2 separate regions of the Mus musculus genome follow, and region 1 is linked to region 2. A link is a contact called in public Hi-C data. All regions are on one chromosome and are shown on one strand. The core of a region is the stretch at or near the end of the contact, and the rest is flanking DNA. Distances in the headings are between cores, read along the strand shown.

Region 1 (4,827 bases), core at 1,441-3,940, 250 kb after region 2:
TCATATCTGCCGAGTTGGGGAGGAAGGGAAGGTGGAGGTGGTTGGACAAAGGAGGCATAGAGCTTCTTCCAGCTCTAACAACGTAGGGGTGATTAGACTAGGGACCAGGACTCTCCACAGACAGCCCTGAGACTTTTCTCATTCTGGCCTCAGAAGATGCATTCCTTACTGTGGTGGTTTGGATGTGAAGTGTCCACGCCCCCTCACCCCCAGCTATGCTGAAGGCCTGGTCCTTCGTACAATACTTGGAGGTGAGACTTAGGTAAGTGGTTGGTCCTGAGTGTTCTTATGTAACAGATGGATGGATCCATTAATGGATCCACAATTGGAGTACTGGGAAGTGGTAGAAACTGAAAGATGGGGCCTAGTTGGGCTAAGAGGGCCCCTGGGATATGTGTCTTTGAAGGGCCTCTTCATGTCTCAGTGTCTTTATTTCTTGACTGCACAGGGCACACAACTTTCCTTTGTCCACTATACTCTTTTGCCACAACGTTTCTGTATGGTCATAGGCCCAGTAAGGGATCCAGGGGGTCATACACTGAAGCCATGAGCCCTAATAACCTTTCTTCTTCTTTAAGTCACCTATCTCAGGCATTTCATCATAGTGACCAAAAAAAAAAAAAATTCCATGCAGCCTTCTTTTTCCTCCTATCATGTTTCTGCATCTCCTATTCTTTACCTTCTCCTTCATTCTGTTATAACTTTTCTAACAAGCATCTTTAATGACTTAATCAAGCACATTTCAGTCACATGTGCACATCTGTGGAATCACAGCTACCGCCCAAGATAAGCCGTAAGCATGCACATACCTGCTGGCATGGGAAGGGCTCCCGTCCGGACTCATACTACCATGATAAATACCAAGAATGACAGAAACTACCTACCTTGCTGGCCACCACCAGCTGTACCATCCCAGTGGCTGAGCGCAGAATAGCCACAGCTTCCTCATGGGAGAGCCCGACCAGTAAGTGACCATTGATCACCAGCAGTTCATCTCCTAAGGACAGCCTGCCATCCCTGAAGAAACGGAGATGGGAAAAAAGACCCCTGGTCAAGACATTCTGGGTTAGAGAAGTGCCGTCTTCTAGGAGCTAGGCAGAGTCATGAGACAGGACAGTTAGATAAGGTGGAAGAGGAAGGAAAGACAACCAAAGATGGTTTTGGGTGGGATTGCGTTAACGCTAGTATCCAGACTCATGGACTCTTTGACAGTCTCTGGGACTCTTGACAGTCACTTACCAATACACTCACTCTTAAGCTAAGCGTCTCTGACAACGAACGTCAATGACACTTCATCTGGATGACTATTGTGATAGAGCAACTAAGACCCTCAGGTTTTAGGAGACTCAAGTCAGTCGATCTTTCCCTAATCCTCCCTGTCATCAGCTCGGGGCTATTGCTAAGCTGAACACAGACAGTGCCAAGACACGTCAAACCCACCTGCGGCCCTTCACTGGTCTATTGTGTCTCCCTCCCCGCCCCATCAGACAGAAGCAGGATTCTTTCTGGGAAACTGGGGCTATGTGGTAAGTGTTGGTACCTCCGTACCCCACCACAGAGCTACAGGACCTTGAAGATAAAACTTTCCAAGGATTATTTCACTCTTGGGTCCCCCACAGAGGACAAACTAGCGAAGCAGAAGCAATCACAGCAATGAAGTGTTGAGCTTGCTATTGTTAAAGGTTTGAGATTTGATTCATTTCTGTGGTTGTAAAAACCTGGGCTTTTTTTTTTTCCATTTAAATTACGGCTGACTCTGAGCTCCTGTCTCACTGCTGGCAGGAGACTTTGCTGTTACTGGGACTGTCTCCTTAGGGCAGGTCACGGCCCTCAGTGCACACAACCCTCGAAACTGATTTCTGCAATGGATTCCGCTGAGCTGGCCAGGGTCTTGTCTTCCATAAACCAAAAGGCCCCTGACACTCAGACAGAAAATCTGGTGAAGCAGACCATGGCGCCTAGGGGTCTCCCTGTCTCTCAAGGCTTGCCATCACCATCCAGGTCCTACAGTGGAACCTGCGCATACCCAAATCTTCCCAGGTCCACATAGCTCTTTCTTCTGTGCTCCTCCCAATGAACCAACCAGCATCTCCCCTTCCATCTTTTTCTCCTTTCTGCCTTCAACAGCATCGTTCTCATTGTCTCCTTCTTCTAGGCTCACATGCTAGTCTTTCTTTAGAGTTTAGGCTATAAAAAAAAGATAAAAGGCACATGGGACTTCCAATAGCCTCTGCCTTCTATTTCCAAAAATCCCTACAGTAGAGAAACGCTAAGGGAGCTACCAGTTACTTAGCATGGTAAGAAAGTGGGGATGAGAAAGTCAGGAGGGAAGGGCACCCTGGAATCTAGGTGTATGGGTCGGAGCTGATCCTATGGGAGGAGGGAAGCCTGGCATAGACAAGGCAGTGGCCGTGGCTGGTGGGCTTACTTATTCCTAACACCACCAAGATGCCCCAGCCCATCCCTTCACTTATTCTACTCTCTAATTGCATTTCTCTCATCTCCTGGTATTAATTCAAACGCCCTGCTGGCGAGTCACAGACCACAGGGAAGAGAGACACACTGTTCCAGGCTAAAAGTGAGTGAGAAGAAAAAAAATATGATAGGACGGATTCAGCCCCAGCTCTGGTGGGAAAACAAGAGCATCATCTCTATAGAAAGCTTATCTCTGAGCACGGAGTTTCCCAATTGTCAACCTCCTAGATAGAGCAGAACGGAAGACATACCAGTGATGGGAAAACGGCTAGCTGCTGAGTTCCTTAAGGCCTATCGGGAACGATGCTCATCTGGGTTAAAACCATCTAACGTCTTAATATCTTAATGCTGTCACTTGGATAATTGACCGCTGGAGTTCATCTTACTGCTAGTGTCGTTTTTCTTAGCATCCTGCTTTACAGGCTGAAGAGCAAGAAGTCTGCTAGTTTCTGCCTTGTCCTCTCCTTAGTTTCCTGTTATCCAACCTAAATAACTTAGCTTCTTCAACTACACCTTATGAGATAGATTTTTCCTTCTCCATCTTGGGAAGGCTGACGTTGCTGTGGCCCGCTGTATCCCTCTTAGGATCTGGCTCCCCTGCCTGAAGAAATTCCAGACTAGGCAAAAGACAATGACTTCCCTATCAATGCCCTTCTCTGTGTACTCTTATTGTAGACATGTGGGCGTGGCAACACATGTACATACCCTACTGTGCCCTGTAAATAACAGATACTCCATGTGAACAGAAGCAAGTAGAACAACAAAGACCTTGCTTGACATTCGGGAACGGCTATAAGCCTCACACTCAGATAGCCTGATAGCCTTTTTCATCTGTGCTCCAGCTAAGCACAGTCCCTCTCCCTACTTCACACAATTGATATCAAATGAAACAAAACAAAGCCACCTTTATAAGTGCTGCTTTTTTAGGTTACACAAAGATTTACATTAATTTTTTTCCCCTTTTCATGTGCAGTAGAGACATGTGACCACAAGCCCGTGTGTGCGTGTGTGAAACTCTGATCTGACACATTTGCATGGTGGCCACCTTTTAAGACAGTGCCACTTTCCTGAAGTCACTGACTCAGAGGACTTCAGATGGCAGGACTGTGATCTCCTGTTGTGGGTGCATAAACTTCCTTGATAAATAAACACTTAATACCCCAGTCAGTGCCAGCATGCCAAGAGTTTGTAAGCAATCTAAGAGGGAGCACAAAGAGATCAAATCTCTGTTCCACGGTTTAGAATATCCTAAGCATCCTTCCTCATGAGCCACTTCCTGTGTTCAGAGGCATGCCCAGTGAGAGCGGCTCTTGTCTGTTTCCCTCCCGCGCTCCCACAAATCTTTTAATTACCAGAGCTTTGATCAAGCGAAAGACACTAGCACCCAGCACCCGAGGGAAGGGGAGGAGGAAGGCAAGGGGCAGAGGGATGGGGGAAGAGTTATCTAGTCACCTGTGAGCGGCACCTCCTTCCTTCACTTGGGTGACAACGATAGCGTGAGGTGAGCGCTTTGATCCTCGGCCTCCACTAACCTGAATTCCCAGCCCATCTGATTCTTTGAGCAGTTCCATCTTCCATATCCGGCCAACTTCCTCCTTGGAAGAAAAAGCGAGCATGCATGAAGGATGCTGACAGACACACAGCATTGACATGGGAGAGTAGCACTGTCACGAGAGGCCAGGCATCCGTCTCTTGTCACCAAATATCACAAATCAGCACAGAAGAAAAGGCCTCTATTAACTAGACCAAAGTCTGGCTGTCAGTGCTGTCCCATAAAACCTTCTAGAATAAGGGAAATGTTCGGTCTGTGTCATTCTATAGGGAACCACTGTCCACACGTGGAGCTTTTGAAAATGCATGGTGTAGGCCGAGTATCTAATTTTTAGTTTCATGGAATTCTAATCATGTGTGTAGCCACCCCAGTTACTGGCTCTGACATCATACATCCTATCAGGTGTCCTGTGGATAACGCATCCTCTACTTGCGATGCAGGTGCCACTGTGTCTGCAACACTGGTTTACTCTGGGATCCTTTTGCTTCTGCACAGCTGCTAATACACAGGAAGGCGAAAGGAGAAAAGCTCAGCTCAGGCTTGGGTACCAGGAAACCTCTGCTAGTTTAGGGGAAGCTTTGCCATGTATAGCTTAGAGGGCCACCTAATACAGAAATGCCTTCTCTTGCTTCTGACGTGCGCGCCATCATTACTACTTCGAGGCTTGTTGGAGGACTCAGTGGAGCATCCATGGGAACAGGTAGCAGCAGGATGAACCTGAGCAGATGTTGACAGGGGACCACGTAGCCCTTGCCGACTGTCCCTCGTGAGAGGCCCGGGATCAAACTGCTTTAGGTCTC
Region 2 (5,159 bases), core at 2,222-4,721:
TAACCGCTGAGCCATCTCTCCAGCTCATCCTTTGTTTTCTTAATCATAATCATTTTGACTGGAGTGAGATGGAGTCTTAAGGTCATTTTAATTTGCATTTCTCTAATAGCTAAAACATCTTTTAAAATGTTTTCTATCCATTTGCATTTCTTTTAAGAATTTTCTGGGACCAGACATGGTAGTTCATGGTTTTTAATTCTAAAACTTGGGAGGCAGAGGCAGATAGATCTCTGTGAGTTCAAAGCTAGCCTGGGCTTCACAGAGAAACCTTGTCTCAAAAACAAAAACTCAGTAAGAAGGAGGAGGAGGAGGAGGTTTACCAGGTATATGGAGCTGGAGAGTTGCCTCAGTGGTTAAGAGCATTTGCTCTTGCAAAGGCCTTGAGTTCGATTCCCAACCCATGGAGGCTCTTCATTTCCTTAAGAATCACACATGCATGCTGTGCATAGACATACATGCAAACAAAGCACCATACATGCAAAAATAAAATAAATCTGAATAAAAATCTTATAATGTTCTGTTCGATTCCATAGCTCATTCCTTAATCGGGCTGCTTATTTTCTTAGTGTTTAGTTGTTGTTTTTGTTTTTTTATATTCTCGATATTCATCCTCTGCTGGATGGACAGCAGCTATCACTTTTGTGGGCCACCTCTCTATCTCTAGTTCAGTTCTCTCTCTCTCTCTCTCTCTCTGTGTGTCTGTGTGTGTGTGTGTCTGTGAGCCCTAACATGTATGTAATGTCAGAGGTGGAGACACTCCTCTCCTTCAACCTTACATGATCCTGGGCTCGGGGGGGAAGTGCCTTTTCCTGCTGAGCCATCTTGAGGACCCCTCTTTTTTTTTTTTTTCTCTTAGTCTCAATAGTTTCGCTCACAGTCTCCTACTTATTACTCTTTCTCAGTCTGTTTCCTGTCAGCCATGAGCTTCACTGTGGCCAAAGGCAATGGAGCTAAGGACCATGGGCTGAGAACACAACTCAAAACAAGCAATTACCCCTTTAAACTGTTTTTGTTCCATATTTGTTCCAGAAGTAAAGCATTAGCACAGACACCATCTCAAAAACGTGGAATGGGCAATATCATGTTTATGTGTCCAGATAATCCTCAAAAAGAAATATAAATGGTTTATAGGAATATGAAGCCAAACTTTTACCCTTATTAGTAATCAAATAAATGCACAAATTTTTAAAGACAATTGAATGCTCATCAATCCGACTGACAAAGTATATAAAGGTTGAAAACATTAAGGTCTGAACTTATCAATACCACTGACTGCTCTTCCAGAGGTCCTGAGTTCAATTCCCAGCACCCACATGGTGGCTCACAACCATCTGTAATGGGATCCAATGCCCTCTTCTGGTGTGTCTGAAGACAGCTACAGTGTACTCATATACATTAAATAAATACATATACATACATACATACATATTCATTGAGAGCCTTTGACTTAGCTACTGTACATCAAAGATTTTGTCCTAAAGAATCAAATATATTTAAAAAGTAAACCAAGTTATACATTCCTTAAATTTTTATTTTATGCCGGGCGGTGGTGGCACACGCCTTTAATCCCAGCACTTGGGAGGCAGAGGCAGGTGGATTTCTGAGTTCGAGGCCAGCCTGGTCTACAGAGTGAATTCTAGGACAGCCAGGGCTATACAGAGAAACCCTGTCTTGAAAAAAATAAAAATTTATTTGAGTGTGTGTGTGTGTGTGTGTCCGCCTGTCCTGTGCCTGTGGAGGTCAGAGAACAGCTTTGTGCAGTCAGAGGTAAGGGGTTCAATAGTGATTATTGACTTGTTTCCAACTCAGTTCTTGTCTTGCCGTCTCCAAGAATGAGGTGATCAATGAAATGTACAAGTTAGGACTAATAACTTTCTAAGTGGGATAAAAACCATCTAAAACAGGTTGCCATGCTGGTGATTTAAATAAAACAGGCCAGAACTCTGAGTAGCCATAAGATGCTCTCAAGAGCCATTATGGATCTATAAAATGTTGCAGCTCTGGGGAGTGTTAGAATTCTAGATGCCAGCCAAGGTCAGTTCCTTGTAGATGAAGTCTACAGGTTGAGCAGGGTTAGAATTCTCCCACGCCCAGGCTTTCTTATGATGTTCCAAGGTAGTAGATGTGACTCCAATGCACCTTTCCATCCGTATCTCCCAGAACACCATGCATTCAAACCCTCATGCAACCTCCAGAGCTCTCTACACTGCTGTTCTGTCTCTCAGTTGGGCCTATATGGGTTTGTGAGGTGCTTCTCTTGGGGCCGGGTATAGTAGTAATTTCTCATTCTAGCTCCCAAATAATTGACACAACAACCTATTAAGTTTATTAACAAGCTTTGGGCTATTCTGACCCTCTAAACTATCCATTTTCCAGCTGCCAGGTCCTTATACCTTCAATCCAAGTCTTGCTCTGACTTGCTCTGCTCCACGTGTGTCCTCACGGCAACTCCCTTGGTGACCTGCTCATCACAACTCCTGGACCCTCTCTCTGCCTCATGGCCACCTCCACCTGGTCTCTCTAACTGGGATCAGAAGTCCTGCCTTCTGTCCCAGCAGTGTGCTGATAGGGTCTCTGTTAACCAATTAGAGAGAGTTGGGGAACATTCTTTACACAACATTGATACAGGGGATGGTTCAAAAATCATGACGATGCTAGCATCTGGGCTGTAACCAGATTTCTGGGCACAGAAATCGGCAACTGAATACAAAGTGCACAAGACCAAGCCCCAGGAGGGGAGGAGGAGCCAATGCCTTTTCTTGGAACTAGGGAACGTTGAAAGGCGCCTCCTTATCGACGTGAGCAGAGCCAGAGAAAGCAGAGCACAGAACCTTTTCTACAAGCAAACCGCTTACTTCCCTCATGGCATGAGGTTTCAAACTGTTTCTGTGGCTAGTTCCTCTCCAGCTGATTCCTCACAGGGACTGGAAAATCGCCCCCCACTTCTGGGTCTCCAGCTCAGCTCTGGCCGGAACATTTCTGTTCTGATTTCCCAGGCCTGCCTGTGTGAGATATTTGCAGAGTCCTACACTGCCTGCTTTACTTGGCTGCCCTGAGAATGTATTCCTGAGGCCAGGTGGATGAATGGTGAATTGACTCCAGTGTTCCGCAGAAGGTACGGAGCCAGGAAATGGCTGATCATTAACAGGCTCCAGCCGGAAAAAACTACGGGGTTAAAAACCCAGAGGTGTTACGTGGTAGCTCAGTGATTCCCAGTGTTCTCTGTTTGCCTTTGGATAAAGCATACTTACTTTCAACTGCTAAAAATTGCATTTTAAACCTTTGGGGTATATGACTGTTTCTAACATGAAATGGGGGTACGAGGGTGTCCTCAACCTCAGGTTCTTCTGCAGCTTCCTGAACAAGAAGCCTATCAGGTTTGCAGAATCGGAACGGTGAGCCAAGCCCCAAACAGGCCTGACCGCATTTTGAGCAACGATCAAATGTCCTAGTCGGAGAGACGTGACGTTTTATTAGCAAAGCTTCTCCTGGCCCTACAGCCGCCAAGGCTTCATGAGATCCTTTAAACTCCAAACCCCAGCCCCTCCCTCCACCGCTCCTGGACACTCTCACGCCTCCGCTTATCTAGCCTCAAACAAAGCAAGGGAGAGGAAACAGGTTCTCTGGGTGTCGGGGCTCTGTCAAAGCAGAGAAGAGACAGCTGGACGGCTGGTCCCTTGCTTTTCTCTGGCCCATGGTACAACTTTGGCATCAGATACGTGTTGCTTTTATTTTGTGGTGCACAGCAGTCACGTGATTGGATGGCATATACAAGCATTATATTGTGTGACTCTTCATCATTTGAGACAGCAGTAAGCCCCCTTCTCCTTCCTGGTGACCGTCGCTGAAACAGATGCAAAGTCTTGAATTCTCTTGTCTTGGAATGAGTCGCAAGACATTTAAGTGGGGAGCCACAAGATTGAGTTTTTCTGGTTGCTGTCTTGTGCCAACTCTCCCTCTAGGCACGTGCACGAGAACATGCATGAGACACACACACACACACAAAGAGGGCGGGGCATTGTCTCTGTCACTTTGCCCCCACAGCTTTCCCCACGACAGAGGGGCATTTGAGAGAAGAGTGGGCCTGACCCCAGCACCTCTGTGTGGGAGTTTGTGTGGGCAGCAGAGAATTTGGAAGGGTGGCATGACTCTTTCAGTCACTTGTTTCTGTGTCTTCTGAGTTTTCTCGTGGCTCAAGTGAGCCGAGGAAAGGCTGTCAGGGAAGAGAGCTGCTGCCGGACTCTGCAAAGGAAACAGCCGCACCGCACCTACTTAAGGAAGCAACCGGAGCCAAGAGAGGATGGCTTGCCTCTACCTCAGCATGCTCCAGGCCTGTGGCACTCACAGGAACAGAGGAGAGTGACAGGGACCCCAGTCTCAGCGCAGAGCACCTTCCCTTCTTGGGGACAGACAAGTCCCTAGGTCTCCTCATGATCCATACCAGACCAGCCCTAAGTTTCCATTCAGTGGAGCTGGGAAGATGAAGAAAACATAGAAGTTAAAACTGAACTCACGTTCACTGGCTTTGTTCAGATAGCGCATTGTCTTAAATAGCTTCGGAGGTGGCCCCGACTTTCAGTGCGATTCTGAGAGGGTTGGTTTTTTTATCATGGTTGTTTACCTTTTAAAAAGTAAATTGAGAACTAAAGTATGCCCAGAAGATTTTAAGAAAATATCTCTTACTTGGGCAATGGTAATGAATCCCAGCACTCGGAAGGCAGAGGCACGCTGATCCCTGTGAGTTTGACACCAATCTGGTCTTCAAATCGAGTCCAGGACAGGCAGGGCTACACAAAGAAACACCCTGTCTCGAAAACAGAAAACAACAACAGAAGAAATAAACAATATTTTTTAGATATTCATTTACTCCTGTGTCTGCATGTGAAAAAAGGCTTTGGGAGTCTGTGTGTGTGTGTGTGTGTGTGACTGTCTCTCTGTCTCTCTCTCTCTGTCTCTGCCTCTCTCTCTCTCTCTCTCTCTCTCTCTCTCTCTCTCTCTCTCTCTCTCTCTCTCTCTCTCCCTCCCTCCCTCCCTCTCGTTTTTTTGAGACAGGACTTCTCTGTGTAGCCCTGGCTGTCCTGGAACACCAGGCTGGCCTGAAACTCAGAGATCCGCCTGCCTTTGCCTTCCCAGTGCTGGGCTCCAAGCTGCGTGCCACC

The links. Hi-C and Micro-C count contacts between places; a contact is called where the count stands out from the background.
Region 1: a contact with region 2 is called in a Hi-C map of extraembryonic endoderm stem cells, with 2.1 times the contacts expected there. The contact joins two enhancer-like sites. A contact is called at or near these places in 1 of 484 Hi-C or Micro-C datasets (extraembryonic endoderm stem cells) and 1 of 115 datasets of contacts at active chromatin or transcription factors (memory CD8 T cells).

Annotation. Positions count from the first base shown.
Region 1 is chr15:12,441,596-12,446,422 of GRCm38.p6, forward strand. Pdzd2 (PDZ domain containing 2) reads right to left here. Exons shown (of 26, transcript NM_001081064.2): 5 at 3,928-4,070; 6 at 885-1,017. Among named protein-coding and RNA genes, the nearest start is that of Gm52211, 48 kb to the right of the region's middle. Within about 2 kb of position 2,691, at least 13 of the 459 cell types and tissues checked have an H3K27ac peak or open chromatin away from gene starts, as enhancers often do. A contact at or near this core is called in extraembryonic endoderm stem cells, where this site is marked.
Region 2 is chr15:12,191,195-12,196,353 of GRCm38.p6, forward strand. No RefSeq gene overlaps it. Among named protein-coding and RNA genes, the nearest start is that of Mtmr12, 11 kb to the right of the region's middle. Within about 2 kb of position 3,472, at least 104 of the 459 cell types and tissues checked have an H3K27ac peak or open chromatin away from gene starts, as enhancers often do. A contact at or near this core is called in extraembryonic endoderm stem cells, where this site is marked.